Regions from separate parts of the Bombyx mori genome. Here region 2 is linked to region 1. A link is a contact called in public Hi-C data. All regions are on one chromosome and are shown on one strand. The core of a region is the stretch at or near the end of the contact, and the rest is flanking DNA. Distances in the headings are between cores, read along the strand shown.

Region 1 (6,962 bases), core at 1,157-3,656:
CCACTTCTTACTGCGGCGATACACGTTGAATGACCAATGTTGCCAATTGTAACATTTATATTAAATTATATCAAAGAATAATGATTCTTATTAGCACGTATTCTATTAAGATTTGGGTTGTTTTTTGCGCGCAGTGCGGACGGATCTGTGCAGTAAGTAGTATCGCCTCGCTTGCCGGAGAGAGACAAACGTACGCATAAAGCTTAAGCGAGAAAGAGACAAACAACATTTTTTAGTTTTCACTTTGGAATCCCGCCTTCCGCAAAGCGCTTATTCATAGTATTTATTATATGTACCAATAGTTTTCATTAATAGAATTTTTACGTGAATAATCATAAATTGACTTTACTTTTCATCATGTCTTTATGGACTCTCTTTCTTAAATCAAACAAACATTACGATGTAATTTTGCAAATTATTTCTAAACATCCTGGAGAGTTGATTTTGATTGTAAATTTTATTCGGAATCCGAGGATCACGATAATAGTAAAGGCAAAGAAACTTCATACTTCATTTTAAAAATGTCGTATTAATAAACAAAAAAAAATGCACTAAATATAATCTGCATTTGCTGTAGTTTAATAATTAAAATAAAGTTAACATTTTATTAACAATGTCACAAAATTATTATATTTTTATCTACATGTATGACACGGACTCGGTTAGGATTTTTTTATTAACATGAAATATGGACAGTTTGCGGTAGGCAGCGGCTTGGCTCTGCCCCTGGCATTGCTGAAGTCCATGGGCGACGGTAACCACTCACTATCAGGTGGGCCGTATGCTCGTCTGCCTACAAGGGCAATAAAAAAAATTAAAATTAAAAGTTAATTTCAACTGACTGCGAACGGAAAATTCATTTTATGAGAGTTTTAATAAAACTGGAGCCAACATCATTGATGTGGAAAGCAATGTATGATTTAGCTGCAGACTTCAAATCTAGACTGTTAATTATTTTCATCCGAATCAAAATTCAAAATGCAATTTTAATATATTTGTAGACACCATACGTTTCATTTGTGTTATTAATCATGCAATAAACAAATCGCAACACATCCCAGCTTTAAAACATTCTCGTAAAAGATAACTAACACAAATAAGCACTTTATACACTAATTAAAAATTTATTAGTATCAATGTAAGATTATTTTTTTAAAGTAGATGCTGTAGTGATGTGTAAAAATGTATTCTTACAGTTTCTGCCGGCTCCATAACCGATGTGGATAGAAGTGCTGTGGTAAGTTCATTTAAAATTTAAACATTATTTTCTGATATAATACGAACAAATTATTTATTTTAATGTATTAAATGTTTTAATAATTTTGGTATATTTAATTTTAATTATAATTTTACTAACATAGTTATAAGTATACTTACAACTACTTACAACATATAGGCTTAAGATGGTCTGAATTAAATGATTTTTATTTATTTTATTAAAGACGAGAAAAATTATTAAAAGTTATGAAAGAAAATTATATAACATACCTAAAAAAGAAAATGACAAAAAAAACAACTTGACCACAAGGAAATTTACCGGTGGTAGAACAATTTGTAAACTCGCAAGGGATAAGATAACCATCCTGCATATTTCTGTCGCGAAGCAGTCATACGTGCTGATGTGAACACAATATAAGGGAGACTAAGACTTAGTGCCTCAAGATGGATAAGACTGCATTCGCATTCTGATGATCATAAGCTCCAATAAACTTAGTGGTTAGTCCGGGTGGGCTGTTAGCTCTGTGATCCAGAAATGAATCGAGAATCTCTTCTTGATCACATTTGAATCCGTATAAAAGTAATTAGAATTAAAATGAAGATGCGCTTTTCTGTCGAAACATAACACATTAAAAAAAATGCTCAGTCAAATATATAAATTTACGGCATCCGCGTTCTGATGTTTATCAGCTCTGCTTACTGTTTGAACTCTGACAAGAATTGTTTTTTTTTATTGCTGAGATGGGTGGATGAGCTCACAACCCACCTGGTGTTAAGCGGTTACCGGAGCCCATAGACATTCACAACGTAAACGCCGCTACCTAGCTTGAGTAAGTTCTAAGGTCTCAGTAGAGTTACAACGGCAGCGCCACCCTTCAAACCGAAACGCATTACTGCAGAAATAAGCGGGGGACGGTGGTACCTACCAGCGCGGACTCACAAGACGTCCTACCACCAGTAAATGTTTATTGTTAGTAGAAATAACGGAAAGCTCATTATGCATCGTATTTGATTGCGCAGACAACCGAAGCGGGTATAGTGGTCCGCGGGGTGAGCACGCTGGGGTCGGGGGTGGGGGTGCGCGGCGGGGTGGGGGGCGTGCGCCGCTCCCTCCCCAACATGGCCACCTCGCATCTCCTGCACGAGCCGGCCAAGCTCTACCCCTACCACTTGCTGCTCATCACCAACTACAGGCTGCCGCCCGACGTCGACAGGCTTAACTTAGAGGTAGGTAGACGGTAGGCAGCGGCTTGAGTCTGCCCCTGGCATTGCTGAAGTCCATGGGCGACGGTAAACACTCACCATCGGGTGGGCTGTAAGCTCGCCTACAAGGGCAATAATATAAAAGTTATAATTTTTTATTGCTTAGATGTGTGGACGAGCTCACAGCCCACCTGATTGATGTTAAGTGGTTACCGGAGCCCATAGATATCTACAATGTAAATACCGCCACTAACCTTGAGATATGTGTTCTAGGGTCTCAGTATAGTTACAACGGCTGCCCCACCCTTCAAACTGAGAAATACGCGGGGTGGTACCTATCCTATTACTGTTAATTGTAGAACCCCACTTAACCAAAAAACACTATGCGTTGTTGCTTACTTGAAGTGGACAAAGACTGGTTCTAGAGACGTTGGTGGATCAATTTAAAACAGATTTCAGATTAGAAATGTCAATTTCATAATTACGCATTCTAATATTATTATTATTATTATTATTTTTATGTGCCTATCTGCGATCAGTCCTGGACTATGAGCAGATGCGTTGTGTGTGCCATCGCGTCGAAGAAGCTCCTCACCAGGAGACTCCTCATTGATCACCATCTGTCACCAACTCCCTGTATATCATGACGTTTCAGTCATTTGATGTAACTTACTTTTGTGAATGCTATTGCGGTGGTTTTCCAGCCGAGTTCTGTACTTAGTACCTGTCAACCTTATCTCTTCCTTAACAGTTCTCATGTTCATGGCTTCATGGATCTCAGTGTTTGTCACAAACTTCATTGTATTCTAATATAAAAAAAATATATTAACAGCGACATCTCTCGGACGCCGAATTCGAAGCCATTCTCCAGATCAACCGGCAAGACTTCTACCGCTTGCCGCAGTGGCGCCGAAACGAACTCAAACGACGGGCTCGCCTCTTCTAGAACATTCGTCTACTCGAACGAGCGATTCACTCGCGACAGCGCCATCTAGGAACTGAAGTTGGTACTTTGTACACTTTTCATTTGTCGATATTATTGACACAAGAAAGCAAATGATAAAAAAAAAACGATAGTTTTAGAATATAGATAGTTCTTTGAAACGTACAAGATCATTTCAATTATCAGACTGAATTAAAGGCTATCCCCAAAAATGTTTATTTTGAAGGAAGAAACTATCGTTTTAAAAAATTAATAAGGATGTTGTACAAAGTATCATCTTCACAATTGGTTTTAAAATATCAAGATTATTTATTTGTAATCATTCATTCGATTGGAAAGAATGCGTGCCTATGTTATTTTATAAAGCTAAGATTTAATTTTAGACGAGCCGTTGCGTGCACGGCGTGCGCTTTAGTTTTGCATAATTTTTATATTTAATAAGACGAATTGAGTTGTCCTTGTTTTTAACGTTTTTTTTTTCCATTTTATTTATTTCGATGTAACCTATATTTTTCGTGTACCCGAGCAAAAGTATAGAGAAGTTGTTATTTTCAATTTTTACGTTTATTCGTAAATATCAAGCACAGGGATACAAAGTTACAAATCCACAAAACATTTTTCGGTCGAAAATTTCAATTGACATTATATAACATGTAAATTGCACGTGTGGTTTTTATGTAGTGTGCAGTGAGAATAAAACGAATTAGACATTTATTGGTTTTGATATTATAAACAAACGATCTACGGCCGTATTTTGAGAGATAAATATATTATCACGATACTTACGAATCTGAGATTTCTAAGTAATGTGTGGACTTCACTTTGAATTAAGAACTTCACGTCTTTGGCTAGTGATGCACAGTGAACGATCTTCATTGGAAACTCCATTCAAATCGATCGTGAATTATGTGAAAATACGAATCCTATTTCATAACGACGATATTATAATAACTTCAGATACATAATAATATTAATATATTCATTTAATTTAAACATAAAAAAATTATAGATTTATTCTGTGTGAATGTGTGACGAGAGTTCAAAGAATAATCATAATATTTGAATGCTGTTCTCTAAAGTATATATTTATAAATTGGATATAGAGATATTGACAAAAATGCAACACTAAAAAATATAATAGGTCAGAAGAAAACATAGCTAACGCACCATTCGTGATAGAATAGGAACATATAGTAGGATAAATATTTATTTATCATTAAACAGTATGTTCGTAAAAAATATATATATTTATATATGTACGAATATTTTGAAATTGGCGTTCAATTAGTTAGATGTGTGCGTGCCTACAAAGATTCATTGGACGTAATTTTGATTTATGAAATGTCTAATGGTGTGCCGTATGGCATATACATATATATGTATTGTGTGTGTGTAACTGAGCTGAATTTTGTATGTCTTTAAACAATAGAAAGATATGAATGTATCGGTTGCAACATAAATATGTACTAGAATTATATAATATATAGCCTAAGGTTTTTTTGTTTGTCTAGTCTGAAACATTTAGAATGGCTAATTAAAAAAGAAGAAAAAAACTATTGAACTGATCGTAAATTTGATTTATTTATTTTTGTTTATATCTTTTTACTCTGAGTTTAAGCTTAGAGAAATGAATTTTTAAAATATTTTCTATTTGTAACTATATTTATGTTGCGACTGCTAATCAATAAATAAGCGACAGAAAACGTTACTAAGTAACTCTGTGGATTGGTGTCAATTAGTTTTGCTCTCATAAAGTTGGCTGCTATTCTAATTTGGACCTTTTCCGCAGTTCATAAAATGCTAGTTAATTCTAGAACCATTTAATTAAAGAACTCTGTCAAATTGCTTTGTAACATATGTATTTAATCGAGATGACTTCTGTGGACGAAGTAAGCTCTGGGACCGATGACATTCTGGTGCACAATGAGGTATAAAATAAATATTTTTGGCCGTGATTCATAAACAAATACATACATTATCAATGGTATTGTAAAATAAATATATCAATTTGGAGTACAAGTAACAGTACCTTATCATGTGACTAAATTAAAATATCATCTGTGTGTGACGTCATCATATCCCCATATCACAAATATTGTATCCATAAAGCGACAGTCTGTAGCTTTTTTTTTTAAATTTATTTACGTCCAATGGTTACAATACCTTATAGCCACAGTCTGTAGCTTTCTTACAAGTGTGACCAATATTTGATTAGAAAATATTTTGCTTTCACGAGTGTTGCCAACTTTATGAAAGAAAAATGAATTACCGAGCTCATGTCTGATTATATCGATGCCTTTGTATAATAATATTACTGTAGTAAAGAATGATATATATATATATTTCATTGTGATGCGTGCTAAAGCGTGTAATGATTAATTTAGTGAGAACCAAATATAATACATATATGTAAGATATATATTTTTCTTTAGTTTTTAATTCGGGGCTTAGTTGTACGTATTTAGATTTAAGAATAGCTTCTTCGTGCGTTCGTATTAGGAACAAACTGAACGGTATAATGATGCTAAATAAAAGTAATAGTTTTGCAATATCCACATGCTCACGGTGCTAGATACAAAACAATTAGTCGAATTATATAGATTCCCTATCGAATGACACGGTTCTTAGTCGATAATTCAAATTATGAATAGTAGTATAACTTCATTGTTTCAATAGATAATAGTAATGTTCCTAAAAGTGACTGGTTAAGGGTGTGCGAGGTTGTGTGTGTGTGTTTGTGTTACTGAAAAAATGCTGCTTTCTAATAAAAAATATAATTCAGACAGTTTATATTAAAAGTTATATAAATCGATATAACTGAAATAGGATGTTGAAAGCAGCGTTTTATAAGTAATGCAGAATTTTACTAAATTGTTTTTAATTTTATTCTAAATTTATTCTACACAGATATTATGCTTAGTTGCAATATTACTGAAGAAATTTTAATTTTATTCCCTTTCAAATGAAAGTAAGGTTTTACTTTTTATTAGTGTTTAATTATTAACGCATAAGTTTTAGGTAGCTTACGATTTGAACGATCTTTTGTTACCGTCTTAGATATTTTAAAGATGTCACTATTGAGCCATTATTATTATAGTAATATGCAACTGATTCACCGCTAAATAAATCTTATGATTATATAAAGTACTAGCTTCGCTATGGCATTTTCTGATATCAATAATACTTCCATATTTGAATCGGATTTTGTTTATGTTTTTATTTGGGTTTTGATTTGTTTTCCCCAGATCCATTAGAAAAACAATTTTATTATAATAAAAGTAGAGTACTTGTTCAAACATTAATTATCTGCGAGTAAAAGTATCATGACATTTGGTGCAGATTTGCCCGAAGAAACAAACACAATAAGGTACAGTAAATATATATATTTTTTTTCACTTTTCTTTTAAAGTATATACTTTATGAAAGTGCATATAATTCATTCAACGCATATTTAGTGCATATTATTCATTTAGTAATACAATAATACGTATATGGCTATAACGATTTTCTAGACACATTTCACAGATACAGCCAGTATATTAAATAGCTTTTAACAACATTATAATTGTTGAAATTTTATTTTACTAGTAATCTGATT
Region 2 (6,962 bases), core at 2,547-5,046, 180 kb before region 1:
GTGTTCAATTTATTTTTATAAATCCATCATTTAATATTGTATTCGGTCCGTTTCATTTATCACAGAACAAGCATAGCGTATCTTTAAAACAAATAAAATATTGGGCTGTATGATACTTACATACTTCGTTCGAGTACTGGAAAGACTAAACCACTATTTAACTAGAAGTTTTCAATGTCAAAAAAGTCCAAGTTTACATTGTTATTATTTGTTATTAATGTATGTACATACATAAACTGATTGCTTATAGCAATGATTTCAGAAACAATTCAAAATACAACAAAAACCTTTAAATATTCATTTCCAACATGCACGAACGAAAATGTCTTGTTCAATCTAGAAGTTCCTGTGGATATTCCGTATGATGGTTCCACGAGAGAGCTCGTACAAAGAGTTATAAATATGTTTCACATTCCAGTATATTTAGAAGAAGGTAATGGCTCTTTTGATATGTACTTTACGCATTGACTACTCTTTAAGAAAAAGAAAATTTAATATAATAAAAAAAAAGAAATTACAAAAAATCCGAAAAGCTTAAATAGCTCGATGAAATAATGTTCAAAACAGAGACGCCTACTTTCGCAAATTATATGTACCGAATTTGAATCTTAAAGTCAAAAGATTTAAGTTCACAAAAGTTTATTGTAGTTAGACAGGCTCAAGAGTTCACAAAGTGTTGACTTGATAAATGACATGCAAATTTGAATCAAACAGTATACCACTTCAAAATGTTAGTACCTGTAATGGGAAAATAAACTCACAGTTTTTACTTCTATCTTGTCACCCATTTGTCTCCAAGTAATCAATGATTTTGTCCTCAATGTAGGGATGGCTGTTATCACAATTTAAAGCAACCACATTTGCTATGAATGGCCTCATTGATATAGTAATACTTTAGGTTCAGGTTTGAATTGCATTTGGAGTCAGTATCTTTGTTTAATAAATAAACTATTCAGAGAGAGAGTACTTTCATGTCTTGTATGTGTGTGGCCAATAGAAGAATGCCAGAAAATATCTAAACTTGGGGTGATTTAATGGGGAACAGTTATGTTTATATTGAGGGGTGAAATACTATTTGGTTTAAACAACATTTTTGCAACTTTACATGAAAGCCATTTAAAATTTATAATTTGGAAATATTGTCATAATGAAAAATTTCTTCAACTGTTTCAAAGGAGTAAAATCAATTGAAGTTCAATTTAAAACATCGAAATATTGATGCTAATAACAAATAAAACACTATGCTAATACCAAATTAATCACAAATATAAATGCTGCATATTAAGCAAAATGGCGCTTAAACCAAACAGCCATTTACCCCTCGATATAAATATATATAATCAGATGGCTTGTAAGCACATCAGCGCCAATAAAAAAACTAGTCTTAAAATCATCTTAAACGCTCACAGCTTTAAAGTACTCATTTCAATAAATTATTTTAGAATTAAACGATAGACTATCAGAATTTGTAGCTGACGAAACAAAAAGATTTCACAACGAAAGAGATGAAGAATTATTGAACAAACTAAAGAATAATGAAATAAACTTAGATGATGTTGTTCAAAAATGGGAAAAGCTCTTTAAAGAGAACGTTGTGGAATTCGCAGAACAAAAAGGAACCCCAGATGAAGAGGTAATAAACGTCTTTTTTTATATATTTTTTATTGCTTAGACGGATGGACGAGCTCACAGCCCACCTGGTGTTAACTGGTTACTGGAGCCCATAGACATCTACAACGTAAATGCACCACCCACCTTGAGATATAAGTTCTGAGGTCTCAAGTATAGTTACAACGGCTACCCCACCCTTCAAACCGAAACGCATTACTGCTTCATGGCAGAAATAGGTGGTACCTACCCGCGCGGACTCACAAGAGGTCCTACCACCAGTAAATTAAAATAAGTTGGATCTCCAGTTATTTTCATAGTTCTGAAATTATTTGTGTTAATGCTATTTTTTAACCAGGTATTTGCAGTAGCATACCACAAATTAGTTCACTCACCAGCTCTGGAGACCATTCTACAAGTAGAAAACTCCTATGCCAAAACCGTTATGAATACCTTAAAGAATAGAGATGATGATATCGTAAAACTGACACAAAAGTAAGTTTTTCACTGTCATCCAACTAAAATAACAAGGTGAAATATAAAAAAAAAAAATGTACGTTAAACAAAATTTATGATTGAATATAATTTAACGCCCGTCTGGTGTAGTGGTAAGTGACATGGTCACTACACAAAGGGGTTGCGGGTTCGAATCCCGCCAAGGGAAGATATTTGTATGATAAATATAAATGTCTTTTCCAGGGTTATGGATGTATATTAAATATATGTATGTGTATAATAAAAATCTTACATTTATATCCGTTATCATTCTGGTACCTGTAACACAAGTTCTTTACGAACTTATCACGGGACCAGTTAACGTGGCGTGATTGTTAGTAAAAATATTTTAATTTTTATAATATTGTAAATATTCTTTTGCCCTTCGTTATATCTGTGAGAATATGAATGCAGATATTTCATAATACATTGCTATATTGTAATATTAATTTATATTTTGCAAAAACAGTATTAATACATTAATTAAGGGACAAATTTTAAAATGATCAATAAAAAAACTAATATTTCTCATTCATCTCATAACCAGACAAACTGAAGAAATGGAAGAAAAAGTACGTCTTCTGAACACTTCAACCACAGAAGTTGAGATCAATGAATTAGCCACCCAGCAGTTTGAAGAGCAAGCCTTAGTTTCAGGCCGATGGGGATCTCAGCTGGACGCCTTGTGTCAAACGCAAAGAACACATCACAGAGCATGGCTAATGGCGACTTTGCAGGAGTACCAGACCACATCAGCCTTGCATACACCAAGGTAGACAATTACAAATCAAAACAGTCCACTAACTGTTATTACTTTAAAAGCATTTTAAATTTTCATTATATAATTTTTTTCTACTAATAATTACTATGCTTGCCTCAAGTTTTGAATTAATAACTTTTTGTGTAAGACCTCAAAATATAACTGTAGTTTAAAAAAAAAAGATAAGAACATCCATTTTTTACATTCTTCAAATGGTAATCATATTATATTCTACATATTTTTAAATGTTGACTCAAAAGACAATTTTTTTAGCTTACCGTAATTTATACTAATATACAAATAAAAGCTGAAGAGTTTGTTTGTTTCAACATGCTAATCCCAGGAACTACCGGTCCGATTAAAAAAAATCTTTCAGTGTTAGATAGCCCAATTATTGAGGAAGGCTATAGGCTACATAACATCACTCTAAGATCAATACAAGTAGAGCACCATATTCTGGTATCTATAGATTTCACTAACTGCTAAATATGAGGTATACTGGCCTGGCCTTTTCACTGGTGGTAGGACCTCTTGTGAGTCCGCACGGGTAGGTACCACCACCCCGCCTATTTCTGCCGTGAAGCAGTAATGCGTTTCGGTTTGAAGGGTGGGGCAGCCGTTGTAACTATACTGAGACCTTAGAACTTATATCTCAAGCTGAGTGGCGCATTTACGTTGTAGATGTCTATGGGCTCCAGTAACTACTTAACACCGGGTGTGAGCTCGTCTAACCATCTAAGGAATAAAAAAATTTTTTTTTACCCCACATCGCTAAGGAAATAGTTATCGGAGTCCGGTTCTCTGATATTTGATTTTAACAAATACACAGCAATTCTCCGCTGGGTATATTCTCGCCGTCTCCATGCTCATCCCTACCCGAGGCTCCAACCCGACCTCGTCTTGAAGAAAGCTTCACCATACACCTCGGAAGTCAACTCAAACAGACGCACAACATTCGCATTGTCGCTATGGACCTGCTCGACCTGTGCAATGTTGATCATGACAAGTAAGTTCCTGGCCTACAGAGTTCTTGAGTCGTTTTGGCTGTGCGGTGATCTGGAGTAGCACCGCGTTGTCTCTTCCTTTTGAGGTCGTAAAGAGCGACCCAGAGATTCACATGAGAGTGGGTGAGCTTTTCCTAACAAAATACCGACATCGCCTTTACATCGCATTTATTGGTGGTAGGATCTCTTGTGAGTCCGCACGGGTAGATACCACCGCCCTGCCTATTTCTGCCATGAAGCAGTAATGCGTTTCGGTTTGAAGGGTGGTGCAGCCGTTGTAACTATACTGAGACCTCAGAACTTATATCTCAAGGTGGGTGGCGCATTTACGTTGTAGATGTCTATGGGCTCCAGTAACCACCACTTAACACCAGGTAGGCTGTGAGCTCGTCCACCCATCTAAGCAATAAAAAATAAATAAAAATAGCCAACTGACATTTACTGGTTGTAAGGCTCATTACAACCATGCACCATAACATCGTATAATAAAAATTAAACTCACAAAATTATAATTTGCGTAATTACTGTGGCAGGGCGTCTCGTGAGTCCGCACGGGTAGGTACCACCGCCCTGCCTATTTCTGCCGTGAAGCAGTAATGCGTTTCGGCTTGAAGGCGGGGCAGCCGCTGTACTGTAAAAACTGAGACCTTAGAACTCATATCTCGAGGTGGGCTCCGGTAACCACTTAACATCACGTGGGCTGTGAGCTGATTGACTCATGTAGCCCCCAAAAAAAATCACAACTTATTTGTACCCTTTGAGATTAATCCTTTCTCAATATTTTTTGTCCAGCCCTACAGAATCGTCACGTCGCCTCCAAACTTCCCTATCGTTGTATTCATCGGAACTATCAGCGGTGATTCTCCTCAGCGAGTCTCCCCCTGAACGACCCTCGCCCCCCACCACACAGCTAGTGGACGCGGCCAAGTCCTCGACGGAGTATCACTTCCACGACGTCGAGTATCAATTGCGGGAAATCAGCAAGAAAGTCAAGGAGCCAGTGAGTAGTGAAATGCTATTTAAAGATAATGTGTTCTTACCCTTACAGCTATGCGTGATCTACATTATGACGCTTATGTTATGAACTTAAAAATACAGGATGTCACGTGATACTTATTCGTTCGCCGCTAAACCTCTAATCTCTTTCATTATTGTTACAATTATGTTTACCATTTTTTTTTTTGTTGTCCAATAAAGAATAATTTTCATAACATTAAATTGTTACGCGCTGGGGCTTAGGATAAATAAAAATTCTACCGAAGTACAAATTAAAACTGTATTAACACTTAGAACACCCACAGAACACTTTACACTTTATAATTCACTTCTTCCGCTTCGCTTCAGGTGATCCGTTCGTTGTTTCGCTTCGAGTAGTTCCGGTTACTAACTGCTTCGTGATATCTCTGCAACGCTTTTATAGTCGGTACAACATCCCTAGAATTATCGAGAACATTCCTGACAGGTCGAGTAGTTTCGATATGCGTTTCCGCTGTTTGATAATAGATGGCGTTGTACTTCTCGAGCGTTCTCGATTTTACTAGTTCTTTTGATGTTCGTTTCTGCTGTTCGACGATAGATGGCGTTGCTCTTACCGACGTAAAAATATGTGGTTAAAATTGATAGTACCTTGATACAGGTCGAACGCCGTAACACTCAGCGCAGCAAAGAACAAAACGACAGCAATAACACGCAAACCCACAACAACCCATTTAGGAACAGATGGAGACAAAACCTGCAGACTGGAGACATATACCTGACTAAGCACAGCAACTTGGCTGACGTGCACGTTGTCTTCCATCTTGTTGCCGACGACTCTTCTCTGAGATCCGGTAAGTGTGGTCGCCCGCAAAAAAACTTCTACACTTTTGATCGCCCTCACGATTGAATTATTCGTAACGCGTCTCTGATATGAGTGTATACATGTTGACTATAGTCCGGCCGCTGAGAGAATATAATTCTGAAGTGACGTTCGATTTTTGGACACTAACTTAAATTGTATAACGCTCCCATAACACGGCTCCACTGTAACATGATAAAGAGATTTTTGTTTAAAATTATTAAGACAATTACATTATGCACTATGAACCAACAGTATATGGGAATGTCCGAAATTTTATTTATTACTATTATTACTGGAGGTTGGACCTCTTGGGAGTCCACACGGGCAGGTTCCACCACCCCGCCTATTTCCGCCGTGAAGCAGTAATGCGTTTCGGTTCGAAGGGTGGGGTAGCCGTTGTAACTATACTGAGGCCTTAGAACTTATATCTCAAGGTGGGTGGCGCATTTACGTTGTAGATGTCTATAGGCTCCAGTAACCACTTAACACCAGGTGGGCTGTGAGCTCGTCCAACCATCTAAGCAATAAAAATATTAAAAAAAAAAATTATTTATTTATTACACTTCATGTAAAATTTACATTAGCGGACTTAAAACCTAAGGCATTCTCTACGAGTCAACCAAAAGTAGTGCAGAGTAAATAGTGGTAGGTAGGTTTTACTGCTTAGTTTTTATGTAAAAAAATACAAGCATAGTTGAGTTGTTTCAATTGAATAATTGAAATCTTACAAATTTCTTTAAAACATTCATCTATTAACTTGTCCTGTTTATGGTAAGAGAATTTGCCTCACCTAACAATAAATGTATCTGAATACTCCATAAGACTTATTTATGTTGTGTTAATCCGAACATTTATTCCCTCCTTATTAAATTACATTTAGATTATTTTTAATGCTTTGCGAATATATTCAAGGAACCTTTGTTATGATCGTTGAAATGTCAATATCTGGATTTGTTGTCCAGGTGATATCACGTCTCGTCATCCGGTAATCCTCGGCTTACGTAACATCCTGAAAGCGGCTTGCAGTAATGATATCACCAGTATATCGCTGCCTCTGCTGTTGCGACACGAATTATCAGAGGTGAGAAGTTTTATACTCATAATATAATTATTAAAAAAAAAAAAACGAATTTAAATGATTGAAGACATAATTTTTAAGAAACACTTTACGAAACAAACTAACTATTAAGACTTCAATGTTATCAAATAAGTATTTTTTTTTTGTAAAGCAATGCCAGGTTGAAATAAATGTTGA

The links. A called contact is a pair of places that touch in the nucleus more often than the background predicts.
Region 2: a contact with region 1 is called in a Hi-C map of middle silk gland, with 1.9 times the contacts expected there. The contact joins two enhancer-like sites. A contact is called at or near these places in 3 of 7 Hi-C or Micro-C datasets (middle silk gland, posterior silk gland and whole pupa).

What each region holds. Positions count from the first base shown.
Region 1 is chr26:7,141,580-7,148,541 of ASM3026992v2, reverse strand. It overlaps LOC733061 (actin-binding LIM protein 2), which reads left to right. Exons shown (of 19, transcript XM_062676336.1): 17 at 1,197-1,237; 18 at 2,239-2,445; 19 at 3,254-6,962. The coding sequence ends at 3,367. Among protein-coding and RNA genes, the nearest start is that of LOC134201485, 14 kb to the right of the region's middle. Within about 2 kb of position 2,406, at least 4 of the 8 cell types and tissues checked have open chromatin away from gene starts, as enhancers often do.
Region 2 is chr26:7,320,170-7,327,131 of ASM3026992v2, reverse strand. It overlaps LOC101739151 (protein C12orf4 homolog), which reads left to right and starts at 161. Exons shown (of 9, transcript XM_004922028.4): 1 at 161-433; 2 at 1,443-1,633; 3 at 1,967-2,103; 4 at 2,651-2,875; 5 at 3,693-3,869; 6 at 4,660-4,867; 7 at 5,504-5,696; 8 at 6,670-6,788. The coding sequence starts at 253. Within about 2 kb of position 3,796, at least 2 of the 8 cell types and tissues checked have open chromatin away from gene starts, as enhancers often do.